2 separate regions of the Mus musculus genome follow, and region 1 is linked to region 2. Evidence: chromatin contacts called from public HiChIP or PLAC-seq data. All regions are on one chromosome and are shown on one strand. The core of a region is the stretch at or near the end of the contact, and the rest is flanking DNA. Distances in the headings are between cores, read along the strand shown.

Region 1 (2,700 bases), core at 134-2,633, 540 kb before region 2:
TGAAGGGATGAGGTTCTCAATCATCCAGGTCTGTAGTCACATATCCACAGTGTGAGAAGTAGGTATTAGATTATGAAGAACCACCAGAAGGATATGGAAACAAGAAAGACAGCTAGAAATGAGGGGCAAAGCCTCAGAAAGGTGGTGGTTGGACAGATGAAAATAAACGCAAGGATAATAGCAAGGACCACCTGGCCTCATAGTAGGCCTCTGGGCACTGGGGACTTACTGGCTCATTTTGCAATTACCACACATTCTACACAGAGGACCCAGACCTGAGCCCCCTTTCCACTCCTTTGCCAGCCTCCCTTCCTCTTACTAGTCTTGCTTCTCACCCAGGAAGTCTCCTGAAGGAAGCAACCAAGACCCACCAAATGCAATTCCATCCATTCACTCATTCTCCAGACCCTAAAGTCACAGGAAGTTAAATGTTTCACTGCTTCAATTACAGTGGCTGCACAGTGGATAAAAGGGGTACATTTCTAAGCATTCTGGAGAGGCTCTTGATCCTCCATGGGGAATATTTTGGCAGGAGGCTAGCTCCAACACACGCAATAACCCTATCCTCACCTCAAGAAAAGACAATCTAGGGTTACTCAGAGAGACGACTGGGGTGTTTGGGGGATGCCATTTGTTCCCACTCACCACCAAAGAAGAGGAGAACAGACACTATTCCCCCTAGACCAACTGGGAAGCTCACTAAGAGAATCTCTCAGTTGACTGAAGCAGGAGCCATTTCCTGTATGTTCGTGGAAAATACAGGAAATGGCTCCTGTATGTGTTAAACATTCTGAAGGTAAGAGGCTGCCTGACCCCAAAGTCAATGAGGAAAGATGGCTACAGGGAAGTCAACTGTGCTGCCACTTGATGTCCAGGCAACTATTGAGGTCTCATGATCAGATAAGGATCCCTAAAAAATAGGGTCTGCCTACAGATTAACTTAACCCCAACAGAGTTCTCATGCAGACATTGGCTGGATCCTGGTGAGGACTATCATAGTGATCAGGTGAAAGAGACAGACTCACAGGAGTCAACCCACCTTGAGGGTGATGGTCAGAAAGCTGTGACTCCTCGTGTCTCTATTCCCCCTAATCAGAAGAGAAGGAAGACACAGTGATCATGACAGATGACCAAAAGAGTAAAGAGGCTCCCCACGAGCCTCTTCCCAATTGCAGGGTAGGCCTGGCTGGAGCAGTAGAAACCTTTGAGTGGAACAGGAATGGAGAATTTTAAGTGGACTTTCCACTACCTGTAGTTCATGACCTCAGAGATACTAAAAAGGCTATGAGCCTGCTATGATTTCATCCAGGGTAAGGAATGGTGGCTGAGAGTGTGTTGTTTGAAGAGAACTGGTTTTGTCTGCATTTGCACTTCAAAAAGTTAGTGGTTATGACTCATAGGCACCTGCTGTGCCTGACTCAATGTTGGGCATGTGGAACACAGCGATGAATACAGCATTCAGAACTGAGCCCTCCAGGTATCCCTGAGATGATGACCTAAAGACACCCCTGCCCAGTGCCTGAAGTCTCAGAGACACACACCTACGTGGCCTAGTCTCACATACTTCAACTTTCTGGTCCATCCTCTAAGATGTTCATGACCAGAGCCCTACCTAAAAGCACCTTTCACAGGCTCCTCTCTGAGCCCTTTTCCCTACATCCTTTCTCAGTGTAAGTAATGATTTATTGAGCACCCACCATATGGTAGGCCTTTGAAGAGGACGCGTCCCTATGAGAAGTATCTCAGTTCAGATTCAAGTGAGGGATATGGGGAAAGGGGAAAATGGAGGAAGGACAGGCATGCAAACCAGTGTCATTCTCTTGAAACAAAGACTGTTGCAGAGGAATAATATATCCGGACAGTGGGGGAGACAAAGTGGAAAGCCCAGGACCTAAGATGTCACTGCATACATGTACAGCTGGGTATGGAAGGTTGGAGGGCTGAAGTGTGACAGGAAAGTTGCAAACTTGAGTCACGGAGGTTGGAAGGATGCAGGATCAGAAGAGGGCAGTCCATACTGTTGAGTGAGCCAGGCTCTTTTGCTAGCAGCAGCCTGATCTGAGCTGGGTTCTACAGAGTGAAGCTTTAGTGCTGTGATCACTTTCTTTTAAAATTCCTGTTAGCAAACAAAAATTGTGCCATTTTTTTACCTGCAAGATATATCTTCTCCCATTAATGAGCTATCCTCTTTGTAAAATATTAGCACTGGCTTTAGTATATCCCAGTGTATTTTGCTTGTTTTGAACAGTTAATCTCTCATGGGACTGTAATGTCTTGACCTGCACCATCTGGCAAATGTCACCTTGTCCATACATTCTGTTGTGACCCACACTTCTCCAAGATAACTAAAAGGAAAGTTTTTTATTGGAGGGTGTTTGCTTGGGGTTGGGGGGTCATTTCGGGGGGGGTTGGTATGGTTTGGTTTGGTTTGTGTGTATGTCCAGGAATCTCTGTCCGACTATAAACTTTGACCTGGAGAAAAAAAAAAAGAAGAAGTTGCAGAAAATGAAGCAGAAGAGGCAGAGACACAACTGTGAAAGGCTTGATATGCAAACTCAAGGACCTGGCCCGTGGCTGAAGCCCATAGAGAGTTTGAGGTGCAGGACAAGTTTGGTTTGAAAAAACAAAAGCACTTTCAAGAGCAACATGAGAGATACATGGGCATGTAAAATCTTAGCTCGGCTCTTCCCTTTGGGAGCC
Region 2 (2,899 bases), core at 203-2,702:
CCCAGCACTCAGGCGGCAGAGGCAGGCGGATTTCTGAGTTCGAGGCCAGCCTGGTCTACAAAGTGAGTTCCAGGACAGCCAGGGCTACACAGAGAAACCCTGTCTCAAAAAACCAAAACCAAAACCAAACAAACAAACAAAAACAAACCCAAAGAGTGGAGGCGGGAGGCTCAAGAGTTCAAAGCCAGTCTGGGTTACATGAGACCATGCCTCAAACAAAAAACACAAACAAAACAAAAAACAGGTCTAGTGGAAAATCCAGGTCAGAGCCACTATCAGCTTTACTGTCTGCAGTGCCAGGGATGGAACCCAGGACACCTCAGGCCAGGCAGGAGAGGGCTGCTCCACCCAGAAGCCCCGCCGGCCTATTCTTTTGGGATTCACACACCTCTCACTCTCATCAGCAGCCTTCTCTGCTTCCTCCAGCTTCTGCAAAGCAGTGGCAAGGCGCTCCTGCGCACGGTCCAGCTCCTCTTCAACCAGCTGGATCCTGCGGTTCAAGGAGGCCACCTCAGCTTCAGCCTTCAATCAATGGGAAATGGAAAACAAATCAACTTCTGGTGAGAAAACCAACTGTAACAGAAGGCTAGACCTGACTACTATGAAGAAGCCAGTCGTGTAGGTAAGATAGAGCCTGTCTTGCTTTAAATGCTAAAGATCTAACTACATGATTACTAATCAGTTTCCTCCTTCCCTAGCTAAGAACTCCCATTGGTTAAACAGGAAATGTTTTGCTCATGTGAACTAACCTCACGTAGCCCACGCTGGCTTGAACGTGCCATGGAGTACCTCCCAAGTGTTGAGATTACAGGTATGTTCCACAATGTCCAATTTATGCTGTGTGAGGGATAGAACCCAGGGTTTTGTGCATGTCCGACAAGCACTCTAACAAAGGGGTGGTACCCTCAGCCCTGCAGAGCATTCTAAAATTCAGTTCCTTATCCACACAGTATCATTTTTTCTCTTCTGGACTCAATTCAAATCCCAGAACCTATAAGGGCCAACAAAGCCGGGTGTATTGACACACACCTTCAATTGTGGCACGCAGGAGGCAGAGGCAAGTAGGTCTCCCTGAGTCTGAAGCCAGTCTAGTCCTAGTCTACACAGTGAGATCCTGTCTCAAAAAAGCAGCTAGAGGAGACAGACTTCTCCTTCAATGACAGCTACTTCCAGTTTTCAACTCCAGATCCTCCTGAGTGTTGGGACTACAGGCAAATGCCAGGATACCCGGTGTTTAGTATTTCTATCATTTTATATTTCTCTATGTATACCAGTTTAACCTTGTGATCTCCTTCCCCGAACACACCAGGAAGATGACCAACTAATGCCTTCCAGACAGCTCTCCAGACAGGAAAGGGAAAGGACGCAAGATTGGGCTCTCTTGGGCTGCAAAGATGACTCAACAGCTAAAGGTACCAGATGCCAAGGCTGAGGATCTGAGCCCTACTTCTGGGAACCACACGGGGGACAAAGAGAACTAGTCCCCACAAACTGTCCATCTTCCCCCACCCCGCCCCTTCAGTGTGTTCCCTTATAAAAAACAAACAAGAACCCTAGCTTCCACCTAGCGCCACGCCTCTGGCTGGCTGCCTGCCTTTCTATTCTATGCCTCTAACAACCTCCTACTAAGCTTCACTGGACTTCAGTACAATTCCTAATAGTAACTTCCCTGGCTTCATATGCAACAAAGCACACGCTCAAGTCCAAGTAAGTCACCAACATAGCTGGTCTACTGTCAGTCTGGAAGGGGTTCTCACAGATGGGATTATACGTGGCCACAATCTAGCACTCTGAAGACAGGGTAAGTTCAATGCCAACGTGGGCTACCCAAGGAGACCCTGTTTCAAACAAATAAACACCACCCCAAATTTAAGATCTTTGCTACACATGATGACGTTCAAACGCTTCTATCCCGGTGAACTCTGGCTCCCCTCTCCAGCCCAGACTGTGCCTGAATTCCATTACCCTGGTTTCCTCTAACAGTCAAGGGTGGTAGCAGCTGGAGAATCTGGGCCATCAGCCCTACAGGGAGGGATATAACTGGATAAGATCCTGCTAACAGTCAGGATTGGAACAAAAATTTCCACATACAAACACAGGAGAGATTGGGGAAGGAGGCAGGAGACCAGGATAAGGGAAAAAAATTAAACTGAGAAGTCTACATAAATTGAAATTCCTGAGAAACCATTTGTGTTCCTAACTCTACCATTCAGAACACCACAAAGGCAAGCATTCTCTAGTTCTGTCTCTTCTAGGAAAACAGATGTCCTGGAAGACAACACAGATTTATCCTCACAAACTCAACAGGGCCAACCAGTCCAGAGCAAGCCAGGCTATCAGACCAGGGCTGTGATACACTCACAATACCACACAGTACTTACCCCTTACGACGGTTACAACAAAAACATGAAAAATGCAGCCTGAGGGGCTGGAGAGATGGCTCGGCAGTTAACAGCACCAGTTGCTCTTACAGAGAACCCAGGTTTGATTCCCAGCACCCACACAGTGATCCACAACCATCCATAATTCCAGTTTCAGAGGCTCCAAAGCCCTCTTCTGACTTCCATGGGCACCAAACACATACATGGTACACATACATACACCACACAGGCAAAAACACTGATTCACAGAAAAATCAATAAACCTGGGGGTGGGGGGAATTAAAGAGAAAAATGCAGCTGGATCTGCAGGAAGCACATGAAATGTTAAGTCCCTTTCCAGCTCCTAGTTACCCAAACTGGAAAAAGATAACAGGCTCTGGGGGCAGGGTATAGTTCCCATGGCAACAAGCTGGCTCTGGCACTTTCTTCTACCAAACAGCATTTACAACTGAATTCTTCACAAGGGTGGAAAAAGAGGAAGAGAAAACACCTCTTGGTGCACTTGCAAGAGCAAGCCT

What was found. HiChIP or PLAC-seq counts read pairs in DNA pulled down with a chosen protein or histone mark.
Region 1: a FOXA1 HiChIP or PLAC-seq map of pancreatic cancer cells shows a contact between it and region 2. The contact joins two enhancer-like sites. A contact is called at or near these places in 1 of 39 promoter capture datasets (frontonasal cranial neural crest), 1 of 484 Hi-C or Micro-C datasets (pro-B cells) and 2 of 115 datasets of contacts at active chromatin or transcription factors (memory CD8 T cells and pancreatic cancer cells).

Annotation. Positions count from the first base shown.
Region 1 is chr3:90,628,179-90,630,878 of GRCm38.p6, reverse strand. No RefSeq gene overlaps it. Among named protein-coding and RNA genes, the nearest start is that of S100a6, 17 kb to the right of the region's middle. Within about 2 kb of position 1,383, at least 38 of the 459 cell types and tissues checked have an H3K27ac peak or open chromatin away from gene starts, as enhancers often do. A contact at or near this core is called in pancreatic cancer cells, where this site is marked.
Region 2 is chr3:90,084,069-90,086,967 of GRCm38.p6, reverse strand. Tpm3 (tropomyosin 3, gamma) reads right to left here. Exons shown (of 10, transcript NM_001293748.1): 3 at 389-522. Among named protein-coding and RNA genes, the nearest start is that of Tpm3, 13 kb to the right of the region's middle. Within about 2 kb of position 1,452, at least 113 of the 459 cell types and tissues checked have an H3K27ac peak or open chromatin away from gene starts, as enhancers often do. A contact at or near this core is called in pancreatic cancer cells, where this site is marked.